Linked DNA regions of Mus musculus: all the other regions are linked to region 5. The links are chromatin contacts, called in public HiChIP or PLAC-seq and promoter capture Hi-C maps. All regions are on one chromosome and are shown on one strand. The core of a region is the stretch at or near the end of the contact, and the rest is flanking DNA. Distances in the headings are between cores, read along the strand shown. Region 1 holds the start of Nup88 (nucleoporin 88). Region 2 holds the start of Gltpd2 (glycolipid transfer protein domain containing 2). Region 3 holds the start of Haspin (histone H3 associated protein kinase). Region 4 holds the start of 6330403K07Rik (RIKEN cDNA 6330403K07 gene). Region 5 holds the start of Pitpnm3 (PITPNM family member 3).

The links. Promoter capture Hi-C pulls out the DNA fragments that hold promoters and counts their contacts. HiChIP or PLAC-seq counts read pairs in DNA pulled down with a chosen protein or histone mark.
Region 1: a contact with region 5 is called in an H3K4me3 HiChIP or PLAC-seq map of embryonic forebrain, with 6 times the contacts expected there. The contact joins the promoter of Nup88 here to the promoter of Pitpnm3 in region 5. A contact is called at or near these places in 2 of 39 promoter capture datasets (cranial neural crest and hippocampal neurons) and 1 of 115 datasets of contacts at active chromatin or transcription factors (embryonic forebrain).
Region 2: a contact with region 5 is called in a promoter capture Hi-C map of embryonic stem cells, with 5 times the contacts expected there. The contact joins the promoter of Gltpd2 here to the promoter of Pitpnm3 in region 5. A contact is called at or near these places in 2 of 39 promoter capture datasets (embryonic stem cells and frontonasal cranial neural crest).
Region 3: a FOXA1 HiChIP or PLAC-seq map of pancreatic cancer cells shows a contact between it and region 5. The contact joins the promoter of Haspin here to the promoter of Pitpnm3 in region 5. A contact is called at or near these places in 1 of 39 promoter capture datasets (pre-B cells) and 1 of 115 datasets of contacts at active chromatin or transcription factors (pancreatic cancer cells).
Region 4: a promoter capture Hi-C map of hippocampal neurons shows a contact between it and region 5, with 7 times the contacts expected there. The contact joins the promoter of 6330403K07Rik here to the promoter of Pitpnm3 in region 5. A contact is called at or near these places in 3 of 39 promoter capture datasets (embryonic stem cells and hippocampal neurons), 2 of 115 datasets of contacts at active chromatin or transcription factors (embryonic hindbrain and stem cell-derived neural progenitor cells) and 1 of 9 other capture datasets (embryonic stem cells).

The regions. Positions count from the first base shown.
Region 1 is chr11:70,968,647-70,971,346 of GRCm38.p6, forward strand. It overlaps Nup88 (nucleoporin 88), which reads right to left and starts at 1,327. Exons shown (of 17, transcript NM_172394.3): 1 at 1,003-1,327. The coding sequence starts at 1,305. Rpain (RPA interacting protein) reads left to right here and starts at 1,553. Exons shown (of 7, transcript NM_027186.3): 1 at 1,553-1,941. The coding sequence starts at 1,861.
Region 2 is chr11:70,517,942-70,520,641 of GRCm38.p6, forward strand. Gltpd2 (glycolipid transfer protein domain containing 2) reads left to right here and starts at 1,268. Exons shown (of 3, transcript NM_146020.1): 1 at 1,268-1,537; 2 at 1,776-1,942; 3 at 2,030-2,700. The coding sequence starts at 1,277. The coding sequence ends at 2,567.
Region 3 is chr11:73,136,976-73,139,675 of GRCm38.p6, forward strand. Haspin (histone H3 associated protein kinase) reads right to left here and starts at 1,319. Exons shown (of 1, transcript NM_010353.2): 1 at 1-1,319. The coding sequence starts at 1,286. It overlaps Itgae (integrin alpha E, epithelial-associated), which reads left to right. Exons shown (of 31, transcript NM_008399.3): 27 at 1,480-1,536; 28 at 1,792-1,887.
Region 4 is chr11:71,032,216-71,035,036 of GRCm38.p6, forward strand. It overlaps 6330403K07Rik (RIKEN cDNA 6330403K07 gene), which reads right to left and starts at 1,402. Exons shown (of 2, transcript NM_134022.2): 1 at 274-1,402; 2 at 1-194. The coding sequence starts at 1,187. The coding sequence ends at 822.
Region 5 is chr11:72,134,528-72,137,227 of GRCm38.p6, forward strand. Pitpnm3 (PITPNM family member 3) reads right to left here and starts at 1,362. Exons shown (of 20, transcript NM_001024927.2): 1 at 1,127-1,362. The coding sequence starts at 1,148.

The DNA of each region.
Region 1 (2,700 bases), core at 77-2,576, 1.2 Mb before region 5:
TTTCTTCTGTGTTCCTGGCCTCAAGCAGACTCTTGATACCCAGTAAATACATAAACTCGGAAGTATCAACAGATTACCATCTTATAACTGTACTGTAGAGAAAGGAAGAGCTTCAGGCCAAGTGTAAAGGTTCACGCCTTTATTCCCAGCACCAGATAAGGTGCAGGTGGCTCTGTTTGAGCTCCAGGTCACCCAAGGTCACAGGTAAGGCCCTAGATTACCTTCAAGCGCCTTGCAGCAAGCAGTACTGCTTCATCTACGTGGACTTAATATAAAAGAGTGATAGTTTAAGGGAGTTTCAATAATTTGTCATAGCATCATATAGCCTCAAAAATACTCTCACCCTGGTACTTCCTATTTCTTTTCTCATGACCATTTTAGATTTCTAATTTCTTTTTATTATTCGTAAATAATGATGAGACCATCAATATATTATTTACCTTAGTATGGAGAATTATACTAAGCCAAAAATCCTTTTAAATAAGGATTTCTTTTGAATATAATAATATTTCTAATTGCTTTTAAATCTGTAGGCCCATGTCTTTAAATGCCTGTTGTAGAACTGGGCAGTGGCAGCACATGGCTTAATCCTAGCTCTGATCAGGATCCTCCAGATCTCTGTTAATGAGGTCAGCCTGCTCTACAGAGTGCGTTCCAGAACAACCAGGGCTGTTAACCCTGTCTCAACAAACCCCTCCACCCCCACCGAAGCAAATCACAGATATTACGGAGCTTGTGCATGCTCTAGGTTTATGTCAGGTGCTGGACACACACACAGGCCTAGCCTCTGTTTTGGTGTTTATAAATGACTTAGACCCGTAATCTCAACACTCAGAGACTGGGGCAGGAGTTCCTGGCTAGCCTGGGCTACATAGTGATTCCAGACCAGATTGAGCTACAAAGCGGGGTCATTCCACTCGAAGTGGGGCGTTCCCAAAAGACGCCAGCCCAGGTCCGCCAACGAACCAAAAGGCTGATTGCTTTCACGATGGACCGGCGCACCTGATACTGGGAGAGAGGAGGCTCCACGCCACCACCGCTGGGGCCTCGAAGGCGAACCACCAAGAAGGCGCTGCCTTCTGCGTCCCACAGAAACAGTTCCCCTCCGAGGCCGAAGACCAGGTTTCTCGTCGGCAAATGCGGCGGCAGAGACGGGCACGAGGGTGAAGTCGAAGCCGCTGGCTTCTCCGCTTCGGCTGGACTCTGGTTTCTTACGCCCTCGCGGAGCCGCAAGAACACGACGTGGTTAGGAAGCCAGCTCTGCCACAGCTCCCCATCGCCCAAGGGCCCCACGGCAGCCGCCATCTTGAACTAACAGCTCAGGATTGAGGGGCGGGAGGAAACGAAGCCCGCTGCTGTGCGTAGCCAATCCGCGGCCAGCACTTCACAGCTTCAGCCTATCAAAGTGTAGGAATCTCGAGAAGTTGGCCCAATAAGAAAGAATCGCTAGAGGATAGACAGGGCCGCGGGTTGAAGCCAAGGTGGGCGGGGCGGGGCGGGGCGGAGTGGAGTGTAAGGATCGCTTTGGGGCTGCTGCTGGGCCAGTGAGGGGGTAGCGTTAAGGATGAGAGATGTGTGTCTGATTGTCTACTGGACAACTTCCTCTGGGTAAACCCAGAACTTTCTCTCAAGATTCACCTCCCTCAGCCCGGGTGGTGTTTACTTCTCAACTGTCACTGCTTCATCTATCCTCGGATTCCCCTAAATCTGTCACTGTGAGGGGATAGAAACTAGATACAATTCCAAGAAAGCCCGGCGGCCTGAAGTACAGACAGACTGCGCCGAGACTACAACTTCCAGAATCCTTTGCGCGCGGCTAAGGGGCGGTGATTTGGGCGCTGTTTCCCGCTAAGGGAGGAGATGGCAGAGTCCTCGGGGTCTCCGCACCGCTTGTTGTACAAGCAGGTGGGCTCGCCCCACTGGAAAGAAACTTTCAGGCAGGTGAGTGTGAAGTTTGGGTTGTCATCACTTCCCTAATCTTCCCAAGGACCTCTGTCCTCGGTGTGCTCGCTTCAGCACTGGTTGTGGAGCAGGTGCCCGGTGTGCCTGGCCAGCGAGGTGGATCTCTTGCTATAGGATTGGGTCCCGGCCGCCGCCCGGGCTGTTGGCCGGCGTAGGTGTTATGCTATCCTAGGATTCGACTTTGTTTCATATTTTAAGAGTCATGACAGCAGTAGCAACACCACCACCTAACGTTCGGTTACAGAGGGAAGCACTCCGTATGTATACGTCACGTGAGATAGAAGTTATTTCTCTCCTGAAGAACATCAGACACGGTTAGGAGAGTTGAACTTAAGCTCCGCCTTCTTCCGAACTCAAGTAGTTCCTTCTAAGAAGCAGCTTATCTCCCTGTTCAGCAGTCTCAAAAGGGTGGGTGTATTCCAGAAGAACCACCCAGAAAAACAATCTTCATGCTGAACATGTTGTGTGGAGTAGTGTTTCTCAACAGTGAGTGCTGACGTTTCGAAGGAGAACGTTCTATTATGGGAGGTGGTTCTGTACAATGTAGAACACTTAGATGCAGCAGCCTTGGTCTCTCCACCTACTAAATGGCACCAGTCAGTAGCAGTTCTTCAAGCAGAGCTGTGACAACCACTTGGGAACAAAAACTGTCCCGAGTTGGGGGTGGAGAGATGGCTCAAGAGTCCTTATGTTTCAGTAGCAGACCCGATGGCTGTAACTCCAGTTCCAAGTGGTCTA
Region 2 (2,700 bases), core at 18-2,517, 1.6 Mb before region 5:
TTCTAAGTTTCTTGGAATAAAGATTAACAGGGGTTCTGGATAGCCATTTCTTGTTAGAGTCTGTATTACAGGGAAACCTACAATGGTATGTCAGATGCTGGGCCTAAACATTATCACTAGAGTTGGAGTGTCCCTTTTTATAAAGCATGTTAAGACAGAGTCTAGATAAGTTATCCAGGCTGGCCTTGAACTTTTGATATTCCTATCTCAGCCTCCCAAATACCTAAGGTTACATGAAGACCTGAGCTACTGTGCCCAGCTATGAAAATACTTTTGTATTCTGGGGGTCTAGTGTAGGGCCTGCCATAGGAAAGTAATGACTGATTTAATGAATGAAACGCTAAAGTGAAGCTCAAAAAATTAAATTATAATGTCCAAGAATCACTGATGGAAGGCCCCAGACTCAAATAGTGTGCAAAGGCAAAGAGCGTCTATTCTGCAGAAATTACCAGCATGCAGGGGTCACAACAAAATGGCAATGACTTGAGGGGCTTGCAAGACATCCTTTTAGGCAGGTCTAGGGGAATTTCCCAGAAGGACTAGGTAACCTCTAATATGATTGGTAAGGGTCAAAGCAGTAACATTAGTACCATTTTCATTAGGTGCTAGGTTAGTTCTATTATAATTGGTGAGACCCTGAAGATTTTTGGAAGCCAGCTCAGTTCTGGCTTTGTTATCTTCTTCAGCCAGGAGTCTCACAAGCAGACTCAGCTACAGCCTTATCCTCCCTAACTCAGGCCATCATTGGCTAAAGGTTCTTTGTCAGTGGCTCCTTCAGAGAAGCCCAGTAAGCTTCCTGGGGAATTGAAATTTTTATTCCCAAGGTTTCCAGACCTCTCGGCAAGAATGTAAAAAAAAAAAAAAGAGAGAGAGAGAGCCTAAAGCCCCATCCTCGAGCCTTAACAAGTAAGACGTATTGGGCAACTGTGGTCAGCTTTCCACTTGGAATGCTTTCACATGCGTTATCAATTGATCCTCACATGAGATTTACAAAGGCCCATTATCTGCAGCTTACAGTGGATTCGTGTCCAGATTTAAGGAGAACCCACAAGACGCTGCCTCTTACGACAAGCTAGCCCCACAGGTAAAGGCAATGCAGAGACAGGTCACATATTATGTCCCCCAAATCGTCATTATGTCTCTCACCCTAGGATCTGACCTCTAGGGCAAAGGACACAAGGGAGGGGTCCTTAATAGATTAATTATTAACTCTCTGCACCTCTGGACACCACGGGAAGGGAAAGGCCACCAACTAGCTAGGTGAGGTGCACCAGCGATGGTCATGGGGGTCTCACTGTCCCCAGCCCTGGGACGCTGGTTCCGCCATGCAATTCCCTTCGCTATCTTAACGCTGTTACTTCTTTACATCAGTATATGGTTCTTCTATGAGTGGCCCTTCCCCTTACCAGCTCAGAGAACCCAGCAGTCCGGCCTGCGGGGACTCAAACTCCCTTCTCCTTCTCCAGTCCTCGGCTCCCTGCTTAGTTTCCCGGCAGGGGTGCAGTCCTGCAATCCAGAGAGACCGCTACCTTCCCAGGTATGTTTGAGTTTTAAGGCCAGAGTCTGGGGACTCTGCAACAAAGAAACAGGGGAACCAGACTGAGAATCGAATGAAAGGAGGCTCCTCCCTCTCTGTTCCCTCCCCCCTTCAGATGTCAAGAATAACCAGGAGGAACCCCAGCTAAACCTGAGGGACATTCTTCAGGGCCCAACAGTGGCTAAGTAGGCCTAGCAGGCTAGGAACTTTTCATGTATCTCTTATATCTATCTCCCAGACTGGCCCAGCGGCCAGACCCCTAGTGGTCCCAGAGAAGGAAGAGCTTCCCTGTCTAGGGCCTCATGGGGCGCTGGGTCGCATGGTGAGCCCCTTCCTGGCCTGTATGAGCCCTGAAGGGGATGTGGCGTTGTCTCAGTATCTGGCAGGATGGAGAGAACTACTTAGGTGAGTGGTCTCCCTTCCCCAAGCCCATCTTCCTCCAAATGATTCTGTGGTTTCGCAAGTCATCTCCCCACTTCCACCACCAAACAGGTTCCTAACTCCCCTTGGCACTGTCTTCGCCTTTGCCACCAGCGAGGCCTTCAACAAGGTGACCGACCTCGAGGCTCGTGTGCACGGCCCCAATGCTTCACACTACACATCGCTGATGACTATGATCACATGGGAGCGGGGAGCAGGATTGCTACAGCGCCCGGGAACCGAACCTGGGCATTCAGCCGGGTCCTCGGGCTCTCGAACGCTACTTTTGTTGCATCGCGCGCTGCGCTGGTCCCAGCTCTGCCTCCACAGGGTGGCGACAGGGACGCTTGGAGGTCCAGATGCGGGCACGCAGTGCGGGGAAGCCTACAGCACCGCCCTGGCCCCGCACCATCCATGGCTTATCCGTCAGGCCGCTCGCCTGGCGATCTTGGCCCTCCCGAGTCGCGGTCGCCTGCTCCAGCTGGCGTGTCCCGGAACAGGAGAGGCGGACGCGCGGGTTGCTCTGGCCCGGGCCGCCGGCGTCCTGGAGGATGTGTACAATCGTACCCAGGGCCTGCTGGCCGGCCACGGCCTGCTCCAGCTGGCTTGATGGCCGCGGCATCAAGAGACCGACCAGAAAGGCATTTCTGGGAAGGGATGTACATACTCAGGGTTACCGGCGGCCTGAGAGTAGCTAGCGGTCCTCTTTAGTGAAGTCACCACAGTTAAGGCCCACCCCCAGC
Region 3 (2,700 bases), core at 69-2,568, 1.0 Mb after region 5:
ATGGGCCCTTCCTGATTACACTCCCCATAAACCTTTTCAGCATAAGATGGCCTTTGGTCTGTGACATGCAGGGTCTTTAAGGGACTTAGCAAATACACAGAAGAGCATCGAGAAGAAACAGTAAGGTGTGCTCTGTTCTTGATAGGAGGGGTCGAACATTCAGACAGGAGGGACCTGGAGGAAGAACTGGCAACAGAACTGCATACCTCTATCACACTGGTTATAATTTTCTTCTTGTGGAAACCGAAGGAGGCTCTGGTTTTGGTCCAAGAATCCCTCTGGCTAGTATTCAAGTTCCATAAGGAGACTGACGCTTTCCTTTTCTTCTTAGATTGGTGGTAGTGGCGGGGAGGGGTTCCCGTTGCTTCTTGCTGTTTCCTCTTCCGGAGTGGCCCAGTTCTCTTAGGCCTGCTGATTTCCCCTGGTACACGAAGGTCTTTGCAAGCACTGGACTCCTCATAGTCTCTCTGGTCGACTCCTTGGGACACAACCTTTTTACACGCGGCCTTTCTCTTTCCCGGGCTTGTCAGATCAGGGTCCGTTAGTCTGTTTCCCATCTGCTGTCTTCTTTCACAACACGATTCCTTCACATTCTCCCCATCTGTCCCAAACTTGTTCTCTTCTGTGGCCCCTGAGTTCACAAGGCTAAAGAGAGATGACCTGAAGCTGGCTTCGGCTCGGAGGGCCCTCCCGGTGTACCTGTCACCGGTTGCTGCCACCTGGGGGCAGGGCACAGACGGTTCACTTAGGGAGGCTGCCGGCAAGTGGAAGCTCCCGGGGACTGCAGAGTCAGCATACAAAGGGTCGGGGGCTCCGGGCGAGGCCGGAGAGCTGAAGAGGGAGGCACTGGTGCCCAGCTCGTTGCTGTCCCTGGACTGGATGCACACACTGTGGTCCGACCCGAGGCAGCCCGGGCTGCAGTTGGGGAAAGGTGGCGGTCGCAGCCGGCTGCACGGGGTGCTGCACTTCTGCGGGAGCCGAGGTCGCAGCCTTTGGACTCTTGGAGTGTTTGTCAGGGTCCGCTGGTTCCGGGAGCCGCTGCCCCGAGGACGCCTCCGCCGCTGGCCCACGAGGCTGCCGGGGAAGTCGGGGTCGTCCGGGTCGTCGGAAGCGACAGCCGGCGACTCGTTACTGTCGCTGAGGCTGCTGCTGAAGGCGCGCTTCAGGTTCGGCGGCTGGAACCATTGCTCAGCCAGCCCGCCAGGCTGCCGCTGCGACCCCCGGACGCCCCTCGCCGCGTACGTTCGAAAGAGCCGGGTACCCGACCGCGGGTGAGCCTGTGCCATAGCGAGCGCCCGCCCGGCGTTTCAAACAGAAACACCGCGAGACTGCGGCGAGCGCGCGAGCGCCCGTCGGCCCGCTGGGTCCTAGCGCCGGCCCTCGGCTGCGCAGCCTGCCTGACCTCCCGGAAGCCGGCAGGGGGCAGATGCCTAGCGGGACTTGGAGCTCAGGGTGGCTCAGCAAAGGCTCTCTTTTCAGGACCACACTGAGTGCACCCAGAGTCAAGAGCCTGCGTGTGGAAGCGATCCTGTGCAGGTGAGCGAAGTCGTCTCAAGAGCCCGAGAGAGGGATGTGGAGAGCCTCTTGAGAGGGTGACTGCTTCTGCAGTGTTCTTTCTGAGACTTTCAGCCTCTCTGGTCCTGTTTGCCAGGATAACTGACACTTGGCTTGGGCGAAGGGGACTTGCTCAAATGTCTGCTCTGGGACCTTGGATGCCCTATCTTAGATATTCAGATTTTCAATCCTAAAACACGAAAAGGGAGTAAGCAGACTCACCTTTTGCTTTTGCAGCATGTAAAAGAATGGCATTCAGTGGTCTGTGCTATCACATCTAATAAAGAAAATGTAACCGTGGCCGCAGAGATCTCCGTGGGCCACACTAAGCAGGTACTTGAGACTGAGAGACTGCAGATTGGGTCGTCCAATCCTAGAGGACCTATCCTCTAAGAAAGGATAATAGCATCTGAAAGGTGCCGTTCAAAATAGATCATTTGATTGGCCTGTCTCAAACAGCTCTTAGCAAGTTACTTAGTAGGGATTTTAATCTTTTTCCATACTAAGACATGTTGGAATGACCTGTGATTACCTCTTTGTTTCATCCCCAAGTGTATCCCAGCAGCAAACCCTGCCATCCCACCTTCAGAATACATATGAAATCACTTCTCTCTGTCTCTATTGATGTGGCTGTAATTTAGGTCACCGTCTCTGGCCTGTTGCATAACCTTGGACATGCCCTCTTTGTCTTGGCTTCCCCCCTAACCAGTACAAATAGTTCTTCAAGAGCTGGAGGGCCAGGCGTGGTGGCACACACCTTTAATCCCAGCACTCAGGAGGCAGAGGCAGGCGGATTTCTGAGTTCAAGGCCAGCCTGGTCTTCAAAGTGAGTTCCAGGATAGCCAGGGCTATTACAGAGAAACCCTGTCTCGAAAAAAACCAAAAAAAAAAAAAAAAAAAAGAGCTGGAGAGGTGGCTCAGCAGTTCAGAGCATGCGCTCTTACAGAGGATATGTTGCTTCGGCTCCTAGCACTCAAGTTGGGCAGCTCACAACTACTTGGGACTCCAGCTGTTGGAGGATCTAACTTCCTCTCTTGGTCTCCATGCATATGTGCACATACATGCACACTTATTTTTTCTAAATTGTATACAAGAAGTACGCTGTAGCTATCTTCAGACACACCAGAAGAAGGCATCGGATCCCAT
Region 4 (2,821 bases), core at 152-2,651, 1.1 Mb before region 5:
AAGTCACCATAGAATTCTCTAGCACAGTCCTCCTATGGGCCGCAGCAAAGGAAAGCCCTCAGTCTCATCTCATGGAACACACGAATTCTATCTAGGCCTCCATCTCTGAAGACTTGTGGTCTACTTTTCCACACAGTCCAAAAACCCATCTTGAGCGTTGACTCTCTGGTGGTCAGTTCTGGTAACCACAAAACCTGAAATGGCAAAAATACACAGCCCGCGTCAGCCCCAACTCCTGGTGGGTCAGAATCATCTTGACAAAACGCCACTCACCTCCTCCAGCAGCCAGCCATATCCGCTGCTCTCCCAGGTCCGCCAGCTTGGTGCTCAGAGTCCTAACCAAAAGAACTAGGCACAACTGGCTCATCCCGGTGTGACGCAGCATCATGAGGCTCCAGCACTCCGAGCCAGGGTGCTGATTCTCCTTGCGGTACCTTCTCAGGGAGGCCGCAGACTCGGGTCTGGTTCATCCTTTAAACAACAGAAGGCTGGACTCTGCTCTACAAACACCAAAATGCTAGGCCCTCACGTCACAAAGTGGTAGGATACAGAGACATCCTAATTACAAACTGGGTTCAATTCAATCCAGGATTATACTAATTGCACTCAATGTACGGGTGCAAGCAGCACAGCTATTTCATTGCCTGCAGCGACTCTGGACCGTCTGATGAACAGTTAGACAAAGCGACAACAAAGAAAAGAAGCATCGAATGCTAGATGAAGGGGGTGCAGCGCGTTTCCGAAACAAAAGGCTACGCTTCTCATTCCTCTCCCCTCCCCTCCCCTCGACTCTGCGCCCACCCCGTCGGGGCCCTGGCCACTTAGGCAAGCTGCAAATGGATATAGGTGAAGATGCAGGAGGTGATGGAGAAGGCGATGGCCGCGTAGATGAAGATGGAGAGGTGCGGGAAGTGGTCAAGGTAGCAGCCCTCTTCCACTGGAGGCTCTTCTTCCTTGGGCTCTGGACGCACGGCGGCCTTTCGGGACAGCCCAGCGCGGGTCCCCGGAGCCCTCCCACTCAAACGCCGACCAGATTTCCTGCCAGCCGAGGATGCAGACTTAGGTGCACGCGCAGTGTGGCCCTCCTCCAGGGGAGGCTTATCGAACAGGCCCTCGTACTCAGGGTCAGAATCGAAATACATCTGCTCTGGACCCCAGGGCTTGCGCGAAAAGGGACCTTTAGCCATGGGCGCAGAGCACGGGCAGATAAGCTGCTGAGACTAAGAGGCGAAGTCCCTGCTGGGTCGCAGTGCAGTGGGCGGTGGCCCGGACTGCAGCAGTATTTCTATACCCTGGGTGGGTGGGGGTGATAGGGGCGGAGCCAGCAGAGCAGGGGGCCTCTACCGGGTCCGGGGCCTCTCTGCCCAGAACACTCTTTCTCTGGCTCCTCCTTTCCGCCCACAGCCTGTTGCAGAGGTTGGCCAGCCAGTTTCTAGCACCTTGCAAGTCTTGGCGCAGCAAAGTCTATCTCCATAGCAACGAGACTGTCTTGCGGGGGGGGGGGGGGGGAGGGGAGAAGGAGGCGAGAGACATTGGGATCTCTCAGCTAGTAAGGGGGACTTGGCAGTCTGGAAGCAGAAATGCAGGGGGCAAAGCTCCAAGCTGTGTGCAGAGCTTCCCCCAGGGTTTTGTTTCTAGTTTTAAAGACATGAATAATGTAAGAGCTTAAAATTTGATGGGCATACAAACACATTTAATGAGATGGCGCACAAATGCGCAGTTTTATAACCGAAGGACATTGCATTGCTGTCTGAAAGCCTCGTACATGAAAATCAGCGAAGAAAGGCCAACTGACAAACTGTTAGCCACTTACTCGATAATTATTGTCTTTCCCTCACTAACTCCTGATCCCTTTCTGGCTCCAGCATGTATGTTTGTGTAATGCATGAAAAAACTAACAGTCTTGTAGAAAACAACAACAACAACAACAACAACAACAACAACAACTGACACAGGAAACTTAGCTATGTACGAGCTTAGGAGACTGAGGTAGAAGATCAGTAGTTTCCATCCAGCCTGGATGTCTAATGAGGCTCTGACTCAAAAGACAAAACCAAACAAAACAATCTAACAAAAACAACATCACTCTGGGCGTGGTGACGCATGTCTTTAATCCCAGCACTTGGGAGGCAGAGGCAGGCGGATTTCTGAGTTCGAGGCCAGCCTGGTCTACAGTGAGTTCCAGGACAGCCAGGGATACACAGAGAAACCCTGCCTCAAAGAAAAACCAAACCAAACCACACAAACCAAACAAAAAAACAAAACAAAAAACCCCTCAGAACATCACAACAAAACTCTCACCAACCCAGGGTCCGGAAGTAACAGAGGCAGACTTCCCTTTCCCTCCCTCTGCCTCTCTCCTCTCACTGCTATCTATATCGCACATTTCCACACTCCTCATCTGCTCCTAGTCTTCAGTGCATCTCACACGTGATTGGAAACCAATCTCAGGGAGCAGCAAGGTGGCTCAGTAGGTTAAAGGCGCTTGCCTCCAAGCCCGAGAGCCTGAATTTGATGCCTGAGAGTCACATGATAGGAGGAGAGAACTGATGTCTACAAATTACCCCCTGAACTTCTCTCCTATGCTCTGCGATGTGCATGTGCTCACATATTATACATTAAACATACGTGTACACACTGAGTATTTTTTAAAGTGTTGAATAAAACAGGAAAAAGAATCAATTTCAGAAAGGAAAAAAAAAAGAAAAAAAAAAAACTACTCCAAAGAAAAAAATAGGAATAAAAAGGAGCCCATTTCTCACTTTTCTTCCCAGTCAGACTCTTTGGTACCTTCAGTACTTGATGGGTACCACTGGTTCTT
Region 5 (2,700 bases), core at 112-2,611:
ATGCATTTGCTTATGCTGTCTCACACAAACAGCCTCTCCCTCACAGGATTCCTCTGCCACACCTGAGTCACAAGGCCAGTCCATGCCAAGGATTGGGACCTGTCCCAGGGTCGCAGGCAGTTCAATGGCACTCACATCTAGAGTGCGGGCAGGTGGTCATGTTCATTCCATCTTTGCCATGCCTATGGGTGGAGAAGTGGGGTTCACACCAGGCCCCACGGGGATGGCATGGCACCTGCCAACGTCACAGGCTGGGAGTGAGTTCATGGCAGATTCTCACACGCCAGAGCTCCCAAGCTCAGGACTGTTGAGACCAGCCTCATCCATTTGTGGCCAGCCCTATGAACACTGGCTTTCCTCAACTTGGCCTTTTAGGGCACTGTAGGGGTCCAGGGCACAGAGTGGGGAGTCCGGGGCTAAACCTGGTCCCCTCCAGGTCCTAACCAACTCACAGGGCCTGACATCAGAGCAGATGCTGGTGAATGAACGCCTGACTGGATGAATGAAGGGACGACTAACACCTACTCCCTGGGATCCTTGGGCTACAGCTCTGAGCTTGCAGGAGAGCCGAGCCCATGGGACCCCAACAGAGGCCCCGCCTGCCTAGCCCGGCACCTGAGGCTCTGCCTCTGGGTCAGGTGGGAGGCGGGGAGGCTCCCCAGCCATAGTGTACCCCTCCAGCGACGGGACCAGTAATCTGGGTCTCTTAACCCAGCTGGTGGCAGGGGCGGGGGACTGTCGCATCCAAGATAGAGAGTGACAGGACAAGGGGGCGCGTCCTGGTTTGTTGGGGCGTGGGATGGATCAGCGACCGCGGGACATCCCCTTTGGGTTCCGGTGCCGGGGTCTACTCCCCCGGTCTCCCGGAGGGCAGCGACAGCTCCGAACTGCCGACTGGACTGAGGAGCCGTGGACCTGACCCAGTGCAGCGGGGCAAGCGGGATGCGGTGTCCCACGAGGTGACTGGGGGCGCGGGAAGGACGCAGGGCGCGCGGAGCCCCTTATGCACGCCCCGGGGTCCGGGCGGGTCGCCGCGGTCACTGTGCCTCCGCCCACCTGGTTGGGGGGCTCACCTGGGCCGAGCGATCCCTCCCGCCACCCGCCGAGCGCCCCGCGCCGCGCTCACCTGCGCTGCCCGCCTTGGCCATGTCCCGGGCGGCGGGCTCCGCTGTGCTGCCGGCGCTGCTCGCTCCCGGCCGGGCCCCGGCGCCTTCGGCCGGAGCGGACTCTCCGGGCGCCGCGCCCCGCGCCCCCGCCCCGCTCGCTCGGCCGCCTCCACCGCAACCGCCGCCGCCTCGCCGCTCCCTCCCGCTCCCTTAAAGGAGCCGAGCGGCGACCGCGCCGCCCCCCCTCCGCGCCGCCGGGGAGGGACTGACGACGGAAGGCGCCCGACACCGCCCCCGCGGGCCCGCACCCCCGCCCGGAGCCGCGCGGCCACCGCAGCGCGCGGGAGGCGCAGCCCACTGATTGCGGCCACTGAGACCCCGACCCTCGCTGAAAGACAGACGTAGACAGACTCCGGATTACAGCTCGGAGACGCTGCGGGCCAGGCAGGGATGAAGACATGGACTGCGAGCCTGGGGCGCAGTGACCCTGAGACAAGGCACCAGAAAGAGGCGCTCCTAGGGCAGAAACACCCTTGGGAGAGAGAGAAATTCAAGGAAATCGGAGCTGGCTAGAGTCTGTGAGGACAGGGAGAGCAAGGAAGACCAGGACCCAGGAGACTGAGAAACCTAGAACGAAGTCTCGCAGAGATGAGAGGGGACTTCTCCATCAGCTCCCAACTCCAGGGATGCTGGATGCCTGCATCTGCTCTAGTCTCAAGAGAGGAAAGCTTTTGTCCTTTAGCACTAAAGGATCCGTTAAACCTGCAAACCCCACCTGCCAGTAAACGCTAAGCAGAGTTTGTGGGGAGCCTGGCAGAAAGCAGTGTGTCCCCCTAACACTTTCTCACAGAAGTGCTGACATTCTAATTAGCGGGCCTCCTGAGACATTTAAATTGTGGTTTCTGCCCACTGCAGTCAGGGGATCCACAGGAGATGGTCAGTCGTTTTAGATGGGGCCTAGAAGGTAGGGTCCTGGAGAGAGCAGTCGGCTCCCTAGCTCAGTTCCAGGCGAGGCCACTTCCTCCCTGCTGACGGTTAGGGTGAGGGCTAGGCTCCTTAGAGGACTGTTGGGCCTTCCCTGAAGCCTGTTTTTCTCCCACAGTCTGCAGCCAAGCACCCACACTGGGCACTAGACAGTTCCACCCCTAGGCCAGCCAGGACTTAAGTGCCCCATCCACTGCCCCATAGAAACAAAGCACACAAGGGGCCTCTACGGGACACACCCATTTCTGGGCTTTGACTCCTTCAGCCTATCCAGGTTAATCAGCCTTACACTCCCTCTTTAGTCTATCAAAGGCTCAGCCTCAGGCAAGAGTCTTCCCGAAACTTTTGCACAGAGCTAGCAGCAACAAAGTTCTTCACCTCAGCGAAAGGAAGTCTGTATCGCCTACTCATGGACCTCTCCCTGCTTTCTGATGCCTCATCTACCAAACCAGGCTTTCCTAGGGTCCTCTGTGCAGACCGAACAACGTGCCTTCACTCACGACAGCTAGCTAGCATGCTTTGACAAAGATTCTCCATCTTAGTTTTAGCTATGACTGTCTCACCTCTCAAAAAACCCTTTAGTCCCAAGGACTCCAGAGTGGGACAGCAA